Linked DNA regions of Macaca mulatta: region 2 is linked to region 1. Evidence: chromatin contacts called from public Hi-C data. All regions are on one chromosome and are shown on one strand. Each heading gives the region's core, a stretch centred on a gene start, on an enhancer-like site or on the middle of the called end of the contact. The rest is flanking DNA. Distances are from core to core; before and after follow the strand shown.

What was found. Hi-C and Micro-C count contacts between places; a contact is called where the count stands out from the background.
Region 2: a contact with region 1 is called in a Hi-C map of blood, with 2.4 times the contacts expected there. The contact joins the promoter of CCDC47 here to the promoter of LOC144335864 in region 1. A contact is called at or near these places in 2 of 14 Hi-C or Micro-C datasets (blood and cortical neurons).

What each region holds. Positions count from the first base shown.
Region 1 is chr16:73,492,089-73,498,897 of T2T-MMU8v2.0, forward strand. LOC144335864 reads left to right here and starts at 3,848. Exons shown (of 1, transcript XM_077972427.1): 1 at 3,848-6,320. The coding sequence starts at 4,045. The coding sequence ends at 4,824. LIMD2 (LIM domain containing 2) reads right to left here and starts at 3,717. Exons shown (of 5, transcript NM_001260589.1): 1 at 3,671-3,717; 2 at 2,894-2,985; 3 at 2,665-2,706; 4 at 2,437-2,576; 5 at 1,448-2,352. The coding sequence starts at 2,935. The coding sequence ends at 2,193. STRADA (STE20 related adaptor alpha) reads right to left here. Exons shown (of 12, transcript XM_077972407.1): 12 at 6,475-6,809.
Region 2 is chr16:73,563,244-73,569,834 of T2T-MMU8v2.0, forward strand. It overlaps CCDC47 (coiled-coil domain containing 47), which reads right to left and starts at 4,168. Exons shown (of 13, transcript NM_001261244.1): 1 at 3,992-4,168. It overlaps DDX42 (DEAD-box helicase 42), which reads left to right and starts at 4,883. Exons shown (of 18, transcript NM_001261555.1): 1 at 4,883-4,964. LOC144335870 (a long non-coding RNA gene) reads left to right here. Exons shown (of 3, transcript XR_013407065.1): 2 at 1,623-1,716; 3 at 3,097-4,158.

The sequences.
Region 1 (6,809 bases), core at 2,598-5,097:
GGAGGTGGAGGTAGGTTTGTGTCTGGCGGGGGCCAGGTATGGTGCCTGGCAACAAGCTTGGGCCTCTCAAGCAGAAGAGAAATTGATTCCAAGTAGAGGGGTCCTGGGGTGACCTGGCTGGTACCACCGTCAGCCCAGAGGTATCTTCCCCTTTCCTCCACTTGCCCCTCCAGGAGCTCCACTGGGGTGGTCCCAACAGGGCTGATTTGTCAAGGTGGCACTGTTGGCCCTCATGACCTGAATGTCACCAGTGGCTGCGTTCCCGGAGCCTTCATGACATTTGATAGGGTCTTCCTGCCCCAGAGGACTTTCTTCAGTCCCACCTTTGCAGGGCAGGGGTCAGGTGCCTCCAAGAGCCACCTCTCTAGTACCCCCTTGTGGTCATCTGCTACTGTTGCTTAACAGAACCAAGACAGTCGTCGTTGCCATCTGAGACCTCTGGTGCAGGAAGTTGGCCTGCCCCTAGAGGCTCTGAGCCACTCGCTTCACACCTGGAAGGACCCAGGCCTGGGGCAGCATCTCTGCTGAGTATTTGCTCTGCTCCCTCGAGGAGCAGTGCCTGCCTCAGCACAGTGGCTCATGTGATACCGGAGCCTGTGGCCCAGCTCCCTGCCCTGTTCCATGGGGAGGCCACTTAGGAACTCAGGCAGTTGTGTGGTGTGGTGGCAGCAAACTCTCTAAGAGTCTCTGTTCTCATCAGTCCCATGTATGGAGACACCAGGAAGTTGAATCTGGAGCGAGACAACCCAGACTTCCTGCCTATGTCCCACGGGCGCCCTCAGGTCCTCCCAGCTTGCCTGCTTTGCCCTGCTGTGAACTCATCCCTCATTGTCCCTGGGTTTTCAGAGGAGCATATGTAGTTTCTTTTTGGACTTCCTGGGATAGTAGCTGTGACTGCCCCTCCCCAGAGCTTGAAAAGGCAAGGGGATGATGAGGAGGGACAATCCAGGGGTCACTAAAACCTTGGGCAGCACTTGCTGGGTCTACTGGTTCCTGCCATTCTTCGCTGACTTCCAGGTCAAAGGGCTGGGAAGAAGGGAGGGAGCTAGACAGCTGGAACCAGCCAGGGAATATGGCAGCTCGCACCCCAGGCACTGAAGTGTAGCGAGGACAGGCACCATCACCCACTGGCAGCCTGGCCCTCCCGCGCTCAGGCCTCTTCACAATGGGGTGCATATGGTAAGTCGGTGGGTCTGAACCAACCCAAAACTGAGGGGCGAAGTGGAGTTTCAGTTTCAAAACCACTGTGGTGTGACAGCATGGAGCCCTGGCTGTGAAGAGGACCCCTCCCATTTTTCAATGGTGTGTCAGGGAACTGACACCCACTTCTAGCCCCCTACCCCCATCCGGGCCGAGGTACTCCGGGCTGGCCCTGTCCCCGCAAGCCCTCCCCATGGTGAGTTTGCACCCTTTCTGCGACAAATCCCCCAGCAGGCCACACAATAGAGAATCTGCATCTATTGAAACATGTTTAAAACGGGGTTGGTCACAACAGTCAGGATGGGCAGAAACGGGAGTAGGGGAGGGGAGTGGGGCCGCACCAGCCCCTGCCAGTGCCTGAGGCTGCAGCCTGGTGAGTGCTTTTGCTTCTGCTTCTCCACGCTGGTGGTTCGAGATGGTCCCAAGCCCCACTGGGGCAGGCCCTGCCTTGCCCTGCAGAGGCAGGGTGGCTCCACTTCCCCATCCCCTCCCCCATGGGCTGCAGGGGCATTTATGAGGCCCAACAGGTGGCACTGTGGCGCTCCTTCCTCCCTGTCTCCGTGGCTCAGAACCAGGTTAAGGATAGAGGTAGATGGGGAGAAGTGGGGGCCACACTGTCTCCGGTGGCAGTGAGGGAGCTTGGGACCCTGAGCGGGGCATGCTGACTCCTTGCTGGAGAAAAGGCACCTAGATAGGGAAGCTGGGCTTGGGAGCCTCCCAGGGGGTCCTGGGGTAAGGTGGGGATGGTGGCTGAACGAAGCAGGAAGCAGGGTGGTGGGCAGACCCCAATCCTGGTTCCCAAACCCTCACCGGCTGCGGGAGGAGGAGGAAGAAAGGAATCCTGGAGCAGAGCCCTGCCCTGGGCCCCTCCGCCTGAGCAAGCCTCATCCCCTTCCCACCTGGCCCCCACGCAAGCCCAGCTCCACCTCCTTCCCATCTTCCCCCTGCCGGCTCCAGGCCCTCCGCAGAGTGGGTGGAAGGTTGCAGAGGCCTCAGGCCGTCTTGGTGCCGGGGTCCACCTCCTTGTGGGCCCAGAGCTCCTTGTGTTGCTTGCGGCCAAACCCCTCGTCGTAGTTGCCTTTGCTCTTAAACAGCTGCTGGAAGTGGGGTTTGCAGTAGAACTCCCCGTGCAGCGCGGCATAGCTGCCCAGGCTGCAGAAGCCAAACGGCGTCAGGTCAGGCCAGGTCGGGGCTGGGTTGGCAGACGAGGCGGGGGCGGGCAGGGCAGGGGCGCACCTGAGCTTGGTGTGACAGTGCTTGCAGCAGAAGCAAGAGTTGTGGAAAATGAGCTTGTCAGCCACCAGCCGCTCCATGGGGTACACGGTCTTCTGGCAGGCGGCGCAGGTCTCCTTCACCTGGGCCCGCAGGCTGAAGGACTGTGCGGGAGGCTCAGCCAGGTGCTGCCCCAGTGCCCATCCCGCTCCCTCACACCCCTCCTCCCGCACACCGGCCCCAGGCCCCTACCTTGGAGCGCTGCACCGTGCTGCTGCCGCCGCCTTTGGCATCCTGAGGGAGAGGGGCGGTCAGGGCAGGAGCAGCTCCGGGAGGCCTTGGACCAGGGCTGCAGCCATCAGCCCAAGGCCTAGGGACGCGCCGCAGGGGGCAAAGGGGGCCGGCAAACTCTGGAGCCTCTCCCCTTTTCCCCAGGCCAGGCTCCCGTCTGGCGGGTCCTCCCACCCGGCCGGGCACTTACATGAGAGGGGGTGGCCTGGGCGGCTCCTGCAGCCTGGAACATGGCTTGTTGGAGGTGGAAGCCTCGGGTGGAGACGCGGCACCCGCTGGGTTCTGCAAGGGGAAGTCAGTCGGGAGGGCCCCGCCAGTCCGGCCCCAGCCTGCAGGGTGGGGGGTGTTGACAGGCAGGGGCTGGGGGGATTGCGGTTGGGACTTTCCCTAAGTCATTTCCTGTTGCTCTTGGTCTTGCCACTTCCGCCCCTCCCCCACCTCCCCCACCCCTGCTCCCCAGAGGCCGGGGTCCCGAGTGGCACCGTCCCTCGGAAGAACAAAGTTAGCGGGAGCTGAGGGGCCGCGGGCTCCCGCGCAGCCGCCGTGTGCGCCCCGCGGGCGGGGACCCCGCTTGGGGTGAGGGGAGGTCGGGACAGGCGGGGCCGCGATGAGAAGCCGCTGCCCCGACCTGACCCCGGCCCTCACTGCCCCGCGCCGCGCCCGGGCGTCCAGGCCTCGGCTGGGCAGCCCCTGGACAGCGCCCGAGGTCCCCGCCCGCCCCGCCCCTCGGTCCCGGACCTGGCCCCGCGCGGACCGGACCCCAGACCCCGACGCCGCGAACCCAGCCAGCGGGTCTCGGCTCCGCCCAGCCGGGGGCCGGACCTGAAGCGAGGACTCGAGACTGTGCGCCCCGGGCCAGAGCGGCTCGCGGACTCGCTGGGACCCCACGGGTGGCCCTCACCCCACACCCCTCGGCACCTCCCCTGGTTCCGGAGCCGGACGCGGCCCCTCCCCCCGCGGCTCTCACCAGGCCCGGCCTGGGCCGCGGGGCGGGATCTGTCTCCGGGGGCACACGGGTGCGATAAGGGCGCGGACGCGAGCTACCGCCGCTGCCAGTGGTCCCCGAGCGGCCGCCGCCGCCACCGCCTTATCGCTGCGCCGCCCCCGCCGGCCCCCGCCCCGCGCCCGCCCATTGGCTCCGCCGCGCCCGGAGCCGCCTCCGGGGCCCGGGCGCCGCCGCCGACCCCCCTCCGCGCTTTGTCTTCCCCTCGCCGCCGTCCCCGCCTTTGTCTGTCCCCAGCTCCGGCTCCGCGCTCCCGGCTCCTCAGCGCCCCGCGGGCCCCGCGCTCGCATGCCTTGGGCACCGGCCGCGCCGTCTGTCCATCCCGACGGTGACCCGGCATGGGGAAACGACGGTGGCGGGGACAGGATGGAAGGGCCGCGCTCCGCATCCCACGGGGAGGGGAGGAGTTCAGGCTGCGACGGCTGCGGTCGCAGGACACCGGGCACTCCCGGCCTGTCTCCGGGATAACCGGGCTGGGCCTGGGCCATTCACTGCTTCGGTTTCCCCCGGGTGGCCTCGCGCGCAGGCGCGGGCGCCCCATTCCCGCCCAGAGCTTTGGGGCCTCAGAGACCCAGCCGGGGCGACCCCGGAGCCTGGCCCAGGGTCCCTCGGGCCGCCGAGTCCTCCTGCCGCCAGGGGCCGCCCCCGCCCTCTTGCGGCCCACGAGGCTGGAGGCAGCGCCCGGGCACGCGGTCCCCAGGCCCGGCCGCGAGGCTGCGGGGAGCCTGGGGCGCTGGCTCGCTGAGGAGCCTGCACGAGGACCCGGCGGCTCCACCAGCCCTTGGCGCCTCTGCAACCCTGTGACGGGCTGGGGAGGCCGCTATGCGTGGTTCCCGGAGCACCCGTCCCCTGAGGCTTCAAGTCCTCACGTGTTTCTGGGGCGGAATTCTGTGGGCAGCAACCGCGACCCCTGGGGGCCGCCCCTCCAACAAGCGCGCTTCATTTCTCACGGGGAAGCCGCGGCCCAGAGAGCTGAGGTGACAGAGATCGGGCCGCAGAGCTGCTCCCTCCCTGCAGCCGCACAGCAGGCCAGAGGCATAGCAGGCGAGAGACAGAAGGCGAGGCCGGCGCCTTCCCGGGCACCAGGGACCGAGTGGCTTGGCCTGAAATCAGGCTAGAAGCTGCTCCGGGAAGCACAGCCCTGCGCCCAGAGCCTTCCCACACTGTGGCAGGAATAGCACTGGCGGCCCACGCGCTTGACAGGGAACAGAACAGCTCCCGCCCGATGCCTGGCAGGGGAGCAGGGAGGCTGCAGCTTCCCCAGCGCCCAGCTGTTTCCCAGGCTGGCGGGCTCCACGCACCGGCTCCGTGTCTCCTCTCCAGCCTTCTGTTCTCTCTAGAGGAAAATCTGCGTTTTGCCTGCACTGTGGGCCGACTCTCCAGTGGGGAGTGTCAGACCCTCTAAAGTGGCTGCCTCTCGGGAAAGCTTCCACACCTGTCCGATTCTCCAAAGGGGCTGCTTGATGCAAGAAACAGGAAGACCGGGGGGCACCATGAGCAGGGCTCACTGCCACTGGGCACAGTGAGGCCCCAGCATCCTGCCCAGGACGGGCCTGTGGGCTAAGCTGCAGATGGGCATTGAGGATGCCCCGAGAGCAAGGTGCAGAAGGCATCCGGAAGCAAAGGAAACTGATAACCAGCGTTAAAACAAACAAACAAACAAACAAAAAAGGGAACTTGGCTCAGCGGTGGCTCACGCCTTTAGTCCCAGCACTTTGGGAGGCAGAGGCAGGCAGATCACAAGGTCAGAAGTTCGAGACCAGCCTGGCCAACATGGTGAAATCCCGTCTCTACTAAAAATACGAAAATTATCCAGGCATGGTGTGTGTGCCTGTAATCCTAGCTACTTGGGAGGCTGAGGCAGGAGAACTGTTTGAACCTGGGAGGTGGAGGCTGCAGTGAGTCAAGATGAAGCCAGTACACTCCAGCCTGGGTGACAGAGCGACTCTGTCGGGTGGGGGGGTGGCAGGGCAGGGCGAAGGGAATTTGAGGTTTAAAGCAGGGGGAGGAGGACCGGAAATGAGGCCCCCTACTCCTCACTCACTCACCCCAGGCCCCATCCTAGCCCAAGGTGGGTGTCATTCCCTTCACCTTAGCCTCTCACTGCCCAAAGAAGCTTACTTTTCTTCTTTAAACTGCTGTTAAAATTGGGGAGGAAATGGAAAGCAAGGGCATCTGACGGTTCAGAACAGCTTTAGGTTAGAGGGCATTTGAGGTGCCTGAGCTGGGGGAGGGCCTTCCCCCTGAGAGACTGGGAGAAGGGTAAGCCGTGTGCCCTGGAAGCACTGCAGGGAGACTCATATTTGCACCCCCTTGCTCACACTCACTGGCGCCAGCCAGGATGGCAGGGACGGGCGGGGCTGGTTCTTAGGTTTCCTGCTCTTTGGGTGCTAGCACCCAGGGTAAGGAGACACCCAGGTCAGGTTGCAAGACAAACCCTTCTACCTCCTTTCCTGCCAAAGGCCGCCAGCATCCTCTGCCTCAATCTCAATCTTTGGACATTTTTAGCTCCAAAGTGGTTTGATGGCCACAGGCTAAAATTCATAGTCTTAAAATTTTAGTTAAGAGACAGATCTGTTATGGGTTTTCAAATAAACTGGTCTATCTAATGAAAGAGGTCACTGCTGAGCTTCCGTGAGCACCCATGGGCCTGCTCTTGGATGGCGGGACGACTCTCACCTGGAGCAGCACGGCCATCCCTGCAAGCACACACACCAGGAAGCAGCCTGTAGCCCCTGCGCTGATGCAGACACAATGCCATTCTCCAGCAGGGTCTCTGGAAATTTTAATTTGTTCTGATAACGAAACTAACACAGCATAAGGACTTAAGCCCTCAAGCTAGGCAAGACACTGATGGCCCTTGGAGAAAGCACCAGGGCAGCTGGCAGGAGGTGCTAAGATAGATTCTTGGTGGGAAAGGAATGAGGCACACACATAAACCGTGGGAAAGACTTAGGTGTCAGGGCCCAAGCCAGAAAAGGGATAAGGATGGACTGTCCCAGCCTTAGTCCGTGCTTAAACAGACAGAAATACCCTTCTCTGGAATTATGAGGGAGAGGTCTAGGGGAAGGGAGGCAGGTAGCTTACTACTTGCCCTTTCACT
Region 2 (6,591 bases), core at 2,918-5,417, 71 kb after region 1:
ACCATTTTACCAAATAGGTAAGGCTTCACAAAAAAAAAATAGACGGGGGAGACCATTTGAGCTGAAATTTGAAAAGTATATTTCAACCATCAAACCCATTTAGGCTGTATTTCCGGTCCTGTCCCTCATCTAAACATCAGCCCTATGTCATAACTCACTGTAACCTTGAAGACATATCTGTTTTGATGTCCTACAAACTTTTCGTGTTATCTAGTAAGATAGTAAATATTTAGGCTTTATGGGGTACATACTGGTCTCTGCTGCATATTCTTCTTTTTAAAAAAAAACTTTAAAAAAATATAAAGACCATTCTTACTTCACAGGCCTCCCCTCAGGCTGACCCTATCCCTGACTATAGTCATCTCAAAATCATCAGGTATCTGAATTTCTTATTTGTATATTAATATCAATCACATTTTTTCCAGTCTTGCTTGTTGAAAAGAACAAGATATCTAATGTTTTGCCTTCTTTTTCCCTTGAAATCTATCAGCCATCAAATCCTGGTGTTTCCTTCTTTGATTCCCACAGCCACTACAACCCAAGTTACCCCCACCTGCTGAAGAGCCACCATATTATTCTAAAGGGTATTGTCTTAATGATCTCCCCACTCCCTACTTTTCCTCCCCAAAAACCACCAGCATCTTTCTAAAACAGAACTTTTGTTACATATAAGCATTCAATAATCATCAAAGGCTAACCAATTATTGCAAAAGTAATACAAAAACTCCTTTGGCATTCACTGCTTTTCACAATGATCCTACTGTAATTAAATGTACCTTCACTAAAGCATATCGCCACAGTAGATACTATGCCAAGATAAAGCACAATTCCTGAATTGAAAATAAATCTGCACAGGAATTCAGTTTCAAGGACATGTGCTACAATATTATTTATGATGGTGAAATTTGGTTAAACTCTTTGATTAAACTATGGATGTATAAAAACCAAAGCTACTGTTGTCCATTAAAAATTGTTATACAGGGTGGTGGCTCTCCCCTGTAATCCCAGCACTGTGGGAGATTGGGGAGAGTGGATTGCTTGAGCACAAGAGCTGGAGACCAGCCTTGGCAACATGGCAAAAACCCACCTCTACAAACAAAATAGAAAAATTAGCTGGGTTTGGCGGCATGTGCCTGTAGTCCCAGCTACTCGAGGAATGAGGTGAGAAAATCACTTGAGCTCTCAAGGCCGAGGCTGCAGTGAACTGTCATCATGCTAATGCATTCCAGCCTGGGTAACAGTGAAACATGCCTCAAAACAAAACACAAATAACAAAATAAAAACCTCAAAGTAAGGCCGGGCGCGGTGGCTCAAGCCTGTAATCCCAGCACTTTGGGAGGCCGAGATGGGCGGATCACGAGGTCAGGAGATCGAGACCATCCTGGCTAACCCGGTGAAACCCTGTCTCTACTAAAAAATACAAAAAAACTAGCCGGGCGAGGCAACGGGCGCCCGTAGTCCCAGCTACTCGGGAGGCTGAGGCAGGAGAATGGCGTGAACCCGGGAGGCGGAGCTTGCAGTGAGCTGAGATCCGGCCACTGCACTCCAGCCTGGGTGACAGAGTGAGACTCCGTCTCAAAAAAAAAAAAAACCTCAAAGTAATTAAAAAATTGGTTACACAGCCTGGGCAACATAGTGACACTTCCTCTCTACAAAAAAAATGTTTTAAATTAGCTAAGTCTCACGCTCATTCCTATAATCCCAGCAGTTTGGGAGGCCGAGGTAGACAGATCACTTGAGGTCAGGAATTAGAGACGAGCCTGGCCAACATGGTAAAACCCTGCCTCTACTAAAAATATTTCAAAAATTAGCCAGCGTGGTAGCGCACACCTGTAATCCCAACTATTTGGGAGGTTGATGAGAATCACTTGAACCTGGGAGGCAGAGGTTGCTGTGAGCTGAGATCGCACCACTGCACTCTAGCCCGGGCGACATAGGGAGACTCTGTCTCAAAAATAAATAAATAAATAAGTCAAGTCTGGTGGTGTGCACCTGTAGTCCGGCTATTCTAGTGGCCGAGGTGGGAGAATCACCTGAGCCCAGGAGGTTGAGGCTTCAGTGAGCCATGACTGCACCACTGCACTACAACCTGGGCAACAGAGCAAGGCCCTGTCTAAATGGAAAAAAAAAAAAAAAAAAAAAGTTACAAATGAAGGTGAAAACCAGATTGTTTCAGAAGCAAATGCACATAAAGAAAAAGGTTTGGCTGGGTGCGATGGCTCACACCTATAATCTCAGCACTTTCGGAGGCCAAGGTGGGCAGATCACCTGAGGTCAGGAGTTTGAGGCCAGACTGACCAACATGGTGAAAACTCATGTCTACTAAAAATACAAAAATTAGCCGGGCATGGTGGCAGGCGCCTGTAATCCCAGCTACTTGGGAGACTGAAGCAGGAGGATCGCTTGAATCAGGAGGTGGAGGTTGTAGTGAGCCGAGACAGTGCCATTGCAGTCCAGCCTGGGCAACAAGAGTGAAACTCCATCTCAAAAAAAAAAAAAGAAAAAGAAAAACAAAACAAAAAAGTTTAACAGGGGTGTCCAATTTTTTGGTTTCCCTGAGCCACATGGGAAGAATAATTGTCTTGGGCCATACATAAAACACACTAATAATAGTCGATAAGCTAAAAAATATCTCATAATGTTTTAACAAAGTTTGCAAATTTGTGTTAGGCTACTTTCAAAGCTGTACTGGGTCACATGCGGCCTGCAGGCCATGGGTTGGACAAATTTGGTTTAGAAAAACATACATTTACATACAAATAGTAGTTAGCTTATATAGTAGAATTGTGGGTATTTTGTCTTTATTTTTCTTCATATTTATTTTAGTTGTTTTTTTGAGGCAGAGTCTCCCTCTGTAGCCCAGGTTGGAGTGTAGTGGTGTGATCTCGGGTCACTGCAAGCTCCGCCTCCCGGGTTCACGCCATTCTCCTGCCTCAGCCTCCCAAGTAGCTGGGACTACAGGCGCCCACCACCACCACCACGCCTGGCTAATTTTTTTGTATTTTTAGTAGAGACGGGGTTTCACTGTGTTAGCCAGGATGGTCTCGATCTCCTGACCTCGTCGTGATCCGCCCGCCTCGGCCTCCCAAAGTGCAGGGATTACAGCCGTGAGTCACCGCGCCCGGCCTCCTTTTCAAATCCTACTCTTAAAACTTTTTTTTTCAAATATAAGTAACTAAAAGTTAACACTGGAACAGCCAACTCGATTAACAGCCTACCAAAAGATCTGCTCATTTCAAATTGAATTTCCACTTAGAATATTCACACCATAGAAACACTTCTAAGATAACTCAGCACTATAATGGAGATCCTTCGAGGTTATTTAGGTTACAATCATCCAAGCCATTTTTACCTTGGCCTTCCCCCTTAGAAGTCTCTGCTGCACCTGTTAACTCAGTTCTCAAACGCACAAGTTCTTGCCAGGCCACCCAGCTTCTATGACTCCTGAAGCAAGCAACACAGGACCAAGGAAAATTCACACAAGCACTGACAAGTCTGGTTTGATTATTTTCTGCAAGCTCATCCAATAGTTCCTCAGCGACTGAGTCCAGACTTGAGGGAAGGGGACTGAGTGAGGCCATTATTCCTTGTTGTCATTTTAGATTAGGTCTTTCTGACAACGGCCAGAACGAGTATTCTGGAAATCATGCAGACTTTCCTCTGTCTCCTTATACGTGTTGGATACAAACACGTTTCATGCTAGAAACCTCCAGAGGAGACTGGCCACAGAGGTTTTTGCTTCTATTAAACCCCCTCGCCTAGTTTCTCCCCACCCAAGAGAATCAATACATCCTAATGGCATCCTGCGGCACACACTGTACATTTCCTCTAACTCTGCCCTTCTGGCTATCATTTGCTCACAGTCCATGGGAAAGTTCCCCTAAACCATTACAATTATCTCAACCGGACCGGGCTACAGGCCAAGCAACTCGGAGTCACCGCTCGGCCTGGGCCGGCCCCGCCGACAAGCGCGTCCTGGCCCGCTCCTTACCTGTGGCCAAGGCCGAAACCCGGCCCAGCGCCCTACGTCCGCCACCCCTGCTCCGCCTGCCTCTCGGCCTGGCCGCAGCCTCCGCGATCGCAGCTGTTTTACTACCCTGGATGCCTCTAGGACACAGCCAGAACCGTAGCTCAGGCACGCCGCGCCTCTCTTCACGTAGCCTCCGCCGTCCGTTACGTAGAATGCGAGCGGCTCGTCAGCGCCTGCGCGCAGTGTGCAGTGTGCAGTGTGCGGGGCGGGACGCAACACTAGGGACAGCGCAAGACCTCCCTCTTCCCCGCCCAGCTGAGGCGAGGTGGGGCTTCTGGGAAAATTACATAATCCCCGCCCCTGGGCCGGAACTGCTCTCGCCTATACCAATCCTCCTCCGTAGGGTTCCGTCAAGTTGACGTCACACGGAACCGGTGCTCCGGAAGCTAAAGGTAGTGATGCTGTGCGGAACCACGTGGCCAAAGGCAAGAGTGTCGCTGTAGTAGTATTTGCAACGGACCAGAGTTTAAATGATAGGCATGTTCATGTAAATGTGGTTTCTGCCCAACCCATTTTCTCTTGGGATTTTTTGACCAGCCTCCTGACGCCACTTTTTCTTCATTCCCAGACCCACTTTCTAGACGGGTCATGAACTCTGTCCACCCAACTAGCAGTTTCCTGTCAGAGTATCTGAGGAGCCTGGGAGGCGTTCTGGAGCTTTTAGGTCAGGCGCCTTCCGGGAGTCGTAGCCCCGGCCCCGCCCTTCGGCCCGCGCACTCCTCACTGCGCATGTCGGGTTTTTGTTACCCTCCCCCCTTCAGCAACGGGCCGTGAGGCGGTGGCGGTGGCGGTGGCGGTGGCGGTGGTGGCGGCGGCGAAGGGGGCGGAGAGGAAGGAGCGCGGCGGGACCGGGCTGGGACAGCGCGTACTTTGGGCCGCGGGATTCTCTCCGTGCCGGCGGTGGTAGCAGCTGCGGCTGCAGCCATAGCAGCAGGTTTGTTCGTGGGGGTTTTGGACGCAGGGCCGCTAGTCCTTAGGGGCACTGGAGGCAACTGCTGGGCCTAGCGAGGGCGGAGGAACCGCGGCCTTGCTTAACAAAGAGTCGGCAGAGCCTCGGGGCACCCGCGGCCGGGGTGCTGGGAAGGGGTGGGAGTGCGGGCAGAGGCCTCGAGGGTTCCTTCCTAGCCGCGTCGCCCTCCCACAGCTCCCGCTTCCCTCGCAAGTCTTACCGAGGCCCAGTTGGCGGCTTTCCGGAGGCGGCGCCCGCTCGCCTAGGAAAGGGATTTGCAGGGTGCCCGGCTCCGAGGCAGGGATAGCGCGGGGAGAATTCTGGCCCAAGGAGGCAGCGCTTGGGAGATGCAGGCTTCCGAATTTGGGGTCCTGATAGGCAAAAGCTGCCAAATGAGAGGAGTGAAAAGATGTAAGCGGTGATCTTTGTGCAGCCTTGAGTAGGTCGATTATTAGCATCACTTTGTCACCCAAACTTTTTTGCGGCCTACTTGAAAGCCTATCTGATGTGAATAAATAATTTATGTGGAGTTACAAACATATGCATCAAAAACATAGGAGAAGCTCTCGAGAGTTTTGGGGAATTATATTCTCATCACTGAGAATTTCCCTGTTGCCTACACTCCTATAGGCAGTTATCCAATTTCCTGTATATTCTTTTTGTGAATGATGTTTCTATGTCTGTCCTCCCTCATATACACACCCAGGACTTCCTAAAAGGCAGGGACTATGTCTTAAGTCACTTTGCAGAGCCTGGCTCAGTTCTGGCGTATAGGAGGTGAGCAGTGAGTGTTTTGTACAAAAATTAACATTTAGACTTTGACAGCTGGGAAAAGAAAATGTGTCTTTCTGTACCTGGAAGAGGCATTTACACAATGCCTAATGTACAATTCATTCATTGAAGGGATATTTTTATTGGTGCCTATTCTCTAGCGCCGTTCTAGGTGATAGGGATAGGTGTTAGACCCCTGCCTTTGTGAAACTTAACTTTCTAGTAGCGCAAGGAGAGGCAAAGAAATACATAAATTATACTGAATGTTAGAAGATGATCAGTACCTTAGGAAAAAGAAAGCTGGAAAGGGGGTTGGGGAGGTGTTGTTAGAATTTGCAATAAAGTGGTCAGGGAAGTCCCTACAGACAAGCTTATGTTTAAGCGGACTGGAAGGAGGAGTGAGCCTATGTTTATCTGGGGAAAGGAACGTTCCAAGCTAGAGAGTAACAAATATAAAGGCCTTGAGAAGGACAAAGCTGGCCCGTTAAGAGTGCGAAGACCAATGCGTTTGGAGCACTGTGAGCTGAGGGAGTATTAGGAGATAGTCTGGGAAGAATTGGGGGAAGGGAGTGAGCGGAACAACCAGAGCCTTTTAGGCTATTACTTAAGAAGGATCTGAGGGTTTCGATCAGAGGAATGATAATATCTGATTTATATTGTAGCAATTTAATAAAAGAGAGGAGTGCAGTAATTTAAATTTGTTTTGTTACATTGATAGTCATATAATCAGCTCCCAGTTGCTTTAAGCTGACAAGAGAAGGGATGCTTCTAAAATAACCAAAACCTAGCATTTACTTATATTTAGTTTAGAAGAATGTGATTACGTTCTTGAGTTTTTATA